Regions from separate parts of the Sus scrofa genome. Here all the other regions are linked to region 2. A link is a contact called in public Hi-C data. All regions are on one chromosome and are shown on one strand. Each heading gives the region's core, a stretch centred on a gene start, on an enhancer-like site or on the middle of the called end of the contact. The rest is flanking DNA. Distances are from core to core; before and after follow the strand shown.

Region 1 (2,700 bases), core at 26-2,525, 78 kb before region 2:
CTAACTCAGCTGAGGTTTCAGGGAAGGGGATGCTTAAGACAAGGACTAGAGGGATTTGGAAGAAGTCAGACAGAGTAGCTAAAAGATGAAGGAAGTCCAAGAAAAATAATAAGCATGATGGCAGGGAGGATAGAACAGCTTGCAGCATTTGGAGAAACAACAAGGAACACAGAGTGGCCAGAACTCAGACCCTGGAGGGGGCTGGAGAGGCAGTAACAGGAAGAGCAGTCCGGGTGGGCTTCCCTGAGATGCTGGGAGTCACACCTTTGCAGCTCGAAGTGGGCAGGGAAAAGGCTTTGCGCTGTGCATGCAAAGCACCATGGGGAGGAGTTTGGGGTTTTTGTTTTTTGTTTTTCTGGGTTTTTTTTTTTTTTTTTTTTTTTTTTTTTTTTTTTTTTGTCTTTTGAAACCTGCACCCGCAGCATATGGAGGTTCCCAGGCTAGGGGTCCAATCGGAGCTGTAGCCACCCGCCTCCACCACCACCACAGCCACTCGAGATCCGAGCCACGTCTGCTCACAGCAATACCGGATCCTGAACCCACTGAGCAAGGCCAGGGATCGAATCCACATCCTCATGGATACTAGTTGGGCTTGTTAACCGTTGAGCCACAAAGGGAACTCTGGTGTTTGGGGTTTTTAGACTTTCCCCCTGGATGCTCAGATAGTCCTTTTAGCACTCAGAGTTAAATGCTTCTCCCAAGCATATCATCCTCTGTGTAATTACTGCCTTTCTCCTCCATCCTCAGGTCGGATCCCTTGTTCAGCTTCTGTGGTGATGGTTGGGGCACTGCGAGTCCCGCTATAATGGGCAGACTGGCGACCTCACATGTCCACCCCTGGGCCCTGTGCTAAGGGGACAGCGTGGCGACAAACGGGGTGGTCCTCAGGGGTTCTGGCTGGTGACCTGTAGCCCAGGGCAGAGCCAAGCCCTCGTAAAGTGCCCGAGGGAGACCCCTGTGGCGATGCCCTGGAAGCAGCTGGATGTTTGCATCTGGAACTTAGAAGAGAGGCCAGGGCTGGGGGTGGAGGGCAGTTTTGTCACACGGTGTTTTGGAAAGAGAAATGGGTCTCTCCAAGTCCCTCTACTGCGACCTGTCGTTTCCAACCCCTGCCCTTTCCATACCAAAGTCTTCCCCACCCATCCTGCCCCAATCATAGAGAAAGAGAGACAAAGGAGTTAATGAGATGCCTTGTATTGGATGCAGGTTTTAGGGAGGCATGATATTCTGACAGTTGAGCTTGATGGCTATATTTCCATCCCAGCCTTATTTCTTGGTGGGTTATGCAATACTTTCCCCTTAAGGTTCCACATTAGCTAACTGGCCATTTTAGCACAGCCCTGTAAGAATATAAACATTTAGAGAATTTTTTGCAATGACAAGAAGAGATAATATGTGTGAAGCCAGTGAGCTAGTTATGTTTAGGAAAATCACCATGGGATTTCAGATGATGCATTGATGTAATGCGATTGGTGGTTTATGAAAATTCTTTTAGACTAACCTCGGCCATATAAGCACAACCACATTCCTTGCTAGTGAATAGCAGGCCGGGCCCAGTGGAATCATTTTTTAAAAATTCCATTATTAACCTTCCACTTTCTACCTCTCAAGGGAAGAGGGGGCTGGGACGGGAGGGAAGAGAACTTCACAGTGAAATTTTCTGTGGGAGCTGTTTGAGGCTACAAGTAGTAAGAGGGAAAATCCAGAAATAGTTTCGGAAATTAGTCATCTGTCTTCAAACTGGGTTCGGTTACAGTGTTGTGTTCCACAGAACTTCTTTATAGAGCTTTTTAAATAGTGGAAATCTGGAAAGATTAATAATCACTTGTAGAAGGGCCAAAAGGTCCGGTTTCATGTCCAAAAGCAAGAGGGAAAAAAGCTCCCATTTGCTAATACTGTCAAAATAATTCCCATGATAGAAAATTATGTTCTGGGAACTGAGAAAACATCTTGAATTTCTCTACATTTACTAGGGTTTTTTTTTTTTTTTTCTGATGCAAAAAGCCAGTAATTAGGTTATACTAGATGATGCTTAGCATTGCTTATTTAAATGTATCATCTATTAAAAGCATTTTCCAGCACACACAAACACAAACATTATGAAGTTATCCATTAATGTCTATCCAATTACTTTAAAGTGTACTAAAATGAATTAAAATGGGAAAAAAGTAGTATCCAAATATTTCTATTCCTATTACTCTGCCAACTTACTATCATGATTATTTTAAGACAGTTCTTTTTCTCTTTGATGCTCTATTAAAATGTAGCACTTAGAGGATTTCCCGTCATGGTTCAGTGGAAACAAATCCAACTAGTATCCACGATGGACTTGGGTTTGATCCCTGGCCTCGCTCAGTGGGCTAAGGATCTGACGTTGCTGTCGTTTGTGGTGTAGGTCATAGATGCAGCTCATTAGCTCTGATTTGATCCCTAGCCTGAGAACCTCCATATGCCCCGGGTGTGGCCCTAAAAAGAAGAAGAAGAAGAAGAAGAAGAAGAAGAAGAAAAAAACCAAGAAAAGAAAAAAGAAGTGAGAAGGAAAATAAAAGCAAAGTAACCTATGGAATCATAACAAATCAGCACTGTCAGCCCTAGAGAAATCTCCTGCTTAATTTAAGGCTACATCAAACTTTCCTGCAAACCTCCTTCCCTTCTGATGTTGTAATCTTCAGGTGTATGACATATTGATGAAAAGTTTTT
Region 2 (2,700 bases), core at 141-2,640:
TTAGCTCCATTTCTAACCCTGTAAAGGTAACTGACATGCATATGGTTTTCATTTCATCTAAAAGTGGTTTTTCAAAGCTATAATGGGCATTGTGAGGACTGAGGATGAGGAGGAAATGTATTATTGCAAGTGAGAAAAGTGGAGAATATAAACCAAAATCAGGATTCATTTTCATCAATGGAGTCAGTTCTTTGGAATAAATATCTAATACAGGTGACTGACTCAGAAGCCACACACAGATGTGCTTCTTGAATTGGTGAGCACTTGGAAAGGTGCATTTGGGGAAGATGCTAAAACCCATATTGCAGGTCTATATTGTCAGAGCCTTGTTGGTAAATCTACACCTTACCAGGTGAATCGTGAACATGTGTGTGTTCTGAACAGCAGCATTGTCCTTGGAGAATAGTTTGAAACGTGAAGCTTTCCAAAACCTAATATGTGATAAGAATGTTTAAGCATCCATTTGGGGGTACTTACAATTCCTCAGTAAGAGACTGAGGAAGATAGAAGAGACAAACTTAGCAAGCAGATTTTCTATTGATGATAGACCTCGGTGAGGGTAGCTGGGAGAAAGGAAGGTGTTCACTCTATATTTTGGTGTTTAGTTCAACTTTTTTAAAGAATATTTTATCATAAGAAAAAGAAGTGGAAAGTCATGCAAGGCATTCAGCCCAGCTTCCACACAGTCCAAGCAGAGCAGGAGGTCTTTCCGCACCTGCCACATTCCCTATTTGGGCAATCTGTGCGTCACTATCAAGAATATGGCTCCCTTCGTAAAAGGCAGGCGCTGCCGCTTTTATCGATTTATCTATCTATCAGGAAATGCGCCGTGTGTGTGCCACGTGCCTTTACAGTCTTTAGCTCAATGACCTGACTCGCCGGGAGGTGCCCTTTCCCCCATTTCTTTACGTCTGTTACGTAGCCCGGGAATTTGGGAAGAAGACAATTGCATCCAATTAGAGGCAGAAATGACCGACTTGCTTCTACTTCAAGATCAAGAGACTCTGAACCTCTGTCTCAAGCGCCAGCAGCAAACACCAGCGAGCGTACAGGATGGGCGCACCCGGCCCGCGGACCCGCACTCCGGGCGGCCACTCTCGGCATGGCCGGGGGAGGGGGCAGATGGACCTTGGCCAGCTTCGTTTCCCAGTCGTGTTACGCAACAACTTTGCAGCCGTCATCTTCGCCCTAATTGTGTAGGGGGCGGTGTTCGTGCGTTGCGCTTTCTCCCCCCACCCCACCCCCCGCGCTCCCGGCCGTCGCGCTCCCAAGGGAGACGCGCGGGGCATTGTAATCGCTGCCAACGCAGCACCGCGGGGCTCGGAACCGCCACCCGCCTCCCTCCCCTCTGCGGCCGGCCCTGAGTTCTGGCCGCTCGCCTGCGCTCACCCTCGGCCTCCTCTCTCGCCCACCCCCAGGAGGAGGGGTCCTCTCGGCGTTTAGAGAGGGGAAGGCGGAGGTCCCTGCCACGCCCGGGTCGAGGCAGCCTCCAGCCCTCCGCCTGGTACTCGGTCGGCAACAGGTAGCCTGGCTCGCTGAGCGCTCGGGGAAACAAAACGCGCCTCTGCGAGTGAGCGAGGGTCGCTGGGCTTAGGTACCTCGGTGACCGAGAGGGTGAAGGCAACGGTGAGGGGAGAGGGACGGCAAGGTAGGGGGTCTCGGGCCCCTCCTCAGGCTTGCCCCGGTCGAGGTGGCCACGCTGGCCGTTGTGCAGCCCTGAAGCGGGGCGCGAGGCGCTGGGCGCGGGTCCTCCAGGCGCTCGGGCGGTGGCAGTAGCCGCGGCCGGGAAGGGACGCGGGCTGCTTGCTGGTGGCGCTGCCGGGAGGGGGCGCGGGCGGGGGCGGGGCCTGTGAGAGCCCGCCCCCGCCGGCTGCGGCCATTGGCGGTGGGCTGGGGGCGGGTGCGGGCACAGCGATTGGGGCCGCGGCCGCCCGTCACGGCTAGGCTGGCGGGCGGCGACGTAGCGCCGCGCTCGGAACTGACCTACTAACACACATCTCCCGGCGCGGCCACGGCGCCCGCGGACCCGGCGCGCCGCCCGCCTCCCGCGCCGCGCCCTCGCCGCTCCTGCCGTCCCGGAGGCCTGGCCGGACCCGGATCCCTGAGCGCCTCCAGCTCGGCTCCCGACTCCCTGCTCTTTCTCCCTGTCGCCCCGGCTCGCCGGCCCGAGAGCAGGAACACGGTAAGCGCTCCGCCCACCGCCTGCCCGGGCCCGGTGCCCCGTTCCCCGCCCGCTCCTGGGGCGCGCGGCCGGCGGGCACTGGGCGCGGACCGGGCTGCGCGCGGGGCCGGGCTGTGCGCGGGACTGGCCGGCGGCTGCGAGTGTGCGCGGGGCATTCATTACATAAACTTTTGCTGCCTTGTCAGGAGGGGACTCGCCACCTTAAGGTGGCTGCTTTGATTGCAGCGCCCTCGCGCCGGCACGTAGTCCGAGCTGGCTTGCGCTCCCCCCGCCACTGTTGCATAATGTCTCCTGATTTCAGGAAAATTGATGTTTTGGTAGAGAAGAGCGCCGGGGAGACTGAGCCATCTCCTGGGGAAGGGCAGCGCTCTTTCCTTTCTCGTGCCTTCTGCGGGGCTGGCGGCGGAGGAGAGGAGGGGGGCTGACTAATGGGCAATAGTCTTGATTTTCTCGTTGAGAAAGAGCATTGGTAGCGTGAACGGTGACGGCATTCGGAGAATGCCTGCGCTGCGTTTGTT
Region 3 (2,700 bases), core at 193-2,692, 120 kb after region 2:
TGGTTGCAGGTCCTTTAGGAAGGATGGCTTACAGTTCTGAGTCCCTTCTCGAGGCCTCTCGGTCTGGGCTGTGAGAACTGATGATGAGTAATAATGGGTACGAGAGAGCCTGGCTCCAGACCACCTGTGCTTGAATTGTGGCTGTACTGGGCAAGTAACAGCAACTCCTTGACCCAGTAAGAGTTCTGATGTCATAAAGCTGGTAGGAGATTTGAATAATATTTTGAAGGTGCTTAGGACAGTGGCCACATGTAATAAGCAAACTCTCTCATATTTTGCTAGATGCATAGGTAGTATATAGAAGGATAAGAAGGAAGGTGGGGAGTTCCTGCTGTGACACAGTGGGTTAAGAATCTGACTGCAGTGTGGCTCAGGTTGCTGCAGAGGTGTAGGTTTGATCCCCAGCCTGGTGTAGTGGATTAAAGGGGTCAGCATGGCTGCACCTGTGGCTTAGGTAGCAGCTGCAGCTCAGATTCAACCCCTGGCCTGGGAATTTACATATGCCATGGGTGCAGCTATTAAGAAAAAAAAATAAGGCGCAGGCGGCTAAGTGGTAGGCTTAGAAAAGTCAAGCAGCTTTTCTCAGAATGCACAGTGGTCACTCTTCTGACTCCTGGGAAAGGTAGCTCCCATTTACAGGGCTCCCTCCGTCCCCTCCCCCCTAAGGTGAATGTGTCTGTTTGTGTCCAGGCCTGCTCCTTTCTCAGCGGCCCTGGCCAGGCCTCCAGAGAGCTGAGGCATGGCAAGCATGCAGGCTTTGGGGAGGAGTGGTTGATTTTATTTTTCTTTTTGGTGCTTGCTTTGAAACTCGATGATGGCCGTGGGAGAGAATACATTAACCTGAAGGTAAAGTTTGAGCTGAAATAGGGATAATTTGGAATTTATTATTACTTCCTGTTAAACTTCGATTTTATTTCTGTTCTCCTCAAATGATTTCAGTAAAGTCAGACTTCTGATATTACTAGATGGGCATTTCTCTTGAAAGATGTGATTTCTCTGTTTTCTATAAGAACACTACTTTGCAGCAAAATCAAATTTAAAACTCCATGACTCACACGAGCATTTTCCCTTAGTATTCGCATTGTTGCTGTTTTTCTAGAAACATCTGAAAACCCACATCGTGCATTGTATTTATCTCAGAGCTGAAAGGAGCCCCTCACTTGTTTTCCCCCACCTTCTCGGCCTTCTGACTCCAGTTATGTTTGCAGAGGGTGTCCTGCAGACTCTGGAGGAGACTGGACCTTCCCTTGCAGATCATTTATTTTTCTCCTAAAATAGCGAAACTTTAATTGTTTGCTTTTATTATATTTTTAGGAGCATTCAAAGGATTATTATCTTCTTTGTCATACCTGGCTCATTTCCTGGTACTGAACTCAAAATAGTATCTGATCCTGTTGGTTGCGTAACACGTTGAGTCATAATTTCTTCCTAATGCTGTTGGGAATAGCCATTGCTCCTGGCGGTTTCTGTTCATTCAGTCACACTCTGATGTACCTGCCATTTTGATAGTTCTCAGTTCTCTGAAACTGATACTCTGCTTTTCTAAAGGAGTGCTTTATTGAGTTTCCTCTAAGATTATTAAATGCTCTCAGGTAGAAGAAATACCATATGTAAAAACAAGCACATTAGATAACTATGAAACTAGCATGTACTTTGAGATGACTCATATTTTCTTGAAAAAAACTTACTAAGAAAAACATCTTTTAGGGAAAATTAGGACGAGTTTGATAAATTCTTTCATGTATGAATAAAACTCAGAGCACTTCAACAGATATGAATAGATCTCTGAGGAATTTCATGTTATCGGAATACCTATGGAAGAGAGAGAAGAGATTTCTAGGGATGATATCTTTTTATTTTATTTTTATTTATTCATTTTTACTTTATGTATTTATTTTAAATTGATATATAATTGACATAACCTGTGTAAATTTAAGTTGTATGTATTGATTTGTTTACATATCATAATATAACTAGCACTGTAGCATTAGCAAATACCTCCATCATGTCACACACTTATTATTTCTTTTTTGTGGTAAGATGGTACCTTTTTAATGTCTACATTCTATATATATATATTAAGGATGGCCACCTAACTTTACATTTCCAAAGTCAGAAATAAAATTAATAGAAATGATTCTCCTTCATAGGATAGTTAACCAGTTTTTGAACCAGAGATAGAAAATGAAATCTGTATATTATAATTTATAAAAGTCTCATTAAAATAATAATCTGTTTCTGGACTGAGAGAAGTCTGGTTTTGATTTTTAAGATCAGCTAAGCCATACGGGTTCTCAAAGCCTTCTGAGAGTCTCTTCCATCTGAAGTGTGTGGTATTTGATAGGGCTGCTGTTCATCATACTCATCACCAAATAATAAAACTACTAGTGGGTTGATGCCCTAGCAACTGCTTGGACAGCTTCTGTCCTTTTTCGAGTAGATGTATTTTTTTCCCTTTTTTTAATTTTTGGGCTGCACCCACAGCATATGGAGGTTCCCAGGCTAGGGGTCCAATCAGAGCTATAGCTGCCAGCCTATGCCACAGCCATAGCAACGCCAGATCTAAGCCGTGCCTGTGATCTTCACCACAGCTCACGGCAACGTTGGGTCCTTAACCCGCTGAGCGAGACCAGGGATCAAACCTGTGTCCTCATGGATGCTAGTCAGATTCGTTTCCACTGAGCCACGGCAGGAACTCCC

The links. Hi-C and Micro-C count contacts between places; a contact is called where the count stands out from the background.
Region 1: a contact with region 2 is called in a Hi-C map of embryonic fibroblasts, with 3 times the contacts expected there. The contact joins the enhancer-like site here to the promoter of NFIL3 in region 2. A contact is called at or near these places in 4 of 47 Hi-C or Micro-C datasets (embryonic fibroblasts, fibroblasts and mesenchymal stem cells) and 2 of 2 datasets of contacts at active chromatin or transcription factors (alveolar macrophages and skeletal muscle).
Region 3: a Hi-C map of skeletal muscle shows a contact between it and region 2, with 4 times the contacts expected there. The contact joins the enhancer-like site here to the promoter of NFIL3 in region 2. A contact is called at or near these places in 1 of 5 promoter capture datasets (liver), 5 of 47 Hi-C or Micro-C datasets (heart right ventricle, liver, psoas muscle and 2 more) and 1 of 2 datasets of contacts at active chromatin or transcription factors (skeletal muscle).

Annotation. Positions count from the first base shown.
Region 1 is chr14:2,680,431-2,683,130 of Sscrofa11.1, reverse strand. No RefSeq gene overlaps it. Among named protein-coding and RNA genes, the nearest start is that of NFIL3, 78 kb to the right of the region's middle. Within about 2 kb of position 1,275, at least 15 of the 83 cell types and tissues checked have an H3K27ac peak or open chromatin away from gene starts, as enhancers often do. A contact at or near this core is called in embryonic fibroblasts and skeletal muscle, where this site is marked.
Region 2 is chr14:2,602,464-2,605,163 of Sscrofa11.1, reverse strand. It overlaps NFIL3 (nuclear factor interleukin-3-regulated protein), which reads left to right and starts at 1,390. Exons shown (of 2, transcript XM_001928870.6): 1 at 1,390-1,522.
Region 3 is chr14:2,486,358-2,489,057 of Sscrofa11.1, reverse strand. The region is part of intron 4 of AUH (methylglutaconyl-CoA hydratase, mitochondrial); the gene reads left to right. Among named protein-coding and RNA genes, the nearest start is that of AUH, 59 kb to the left of the region's middle. Within about 2 kb of position 1,442, at least 18 of the 83 cell types and tissues checked have an H3K27ac peak or open chromatin away from gene starts, as enhancers often do. A contact at or near this core is called in skeletal muscle, where this site is marked.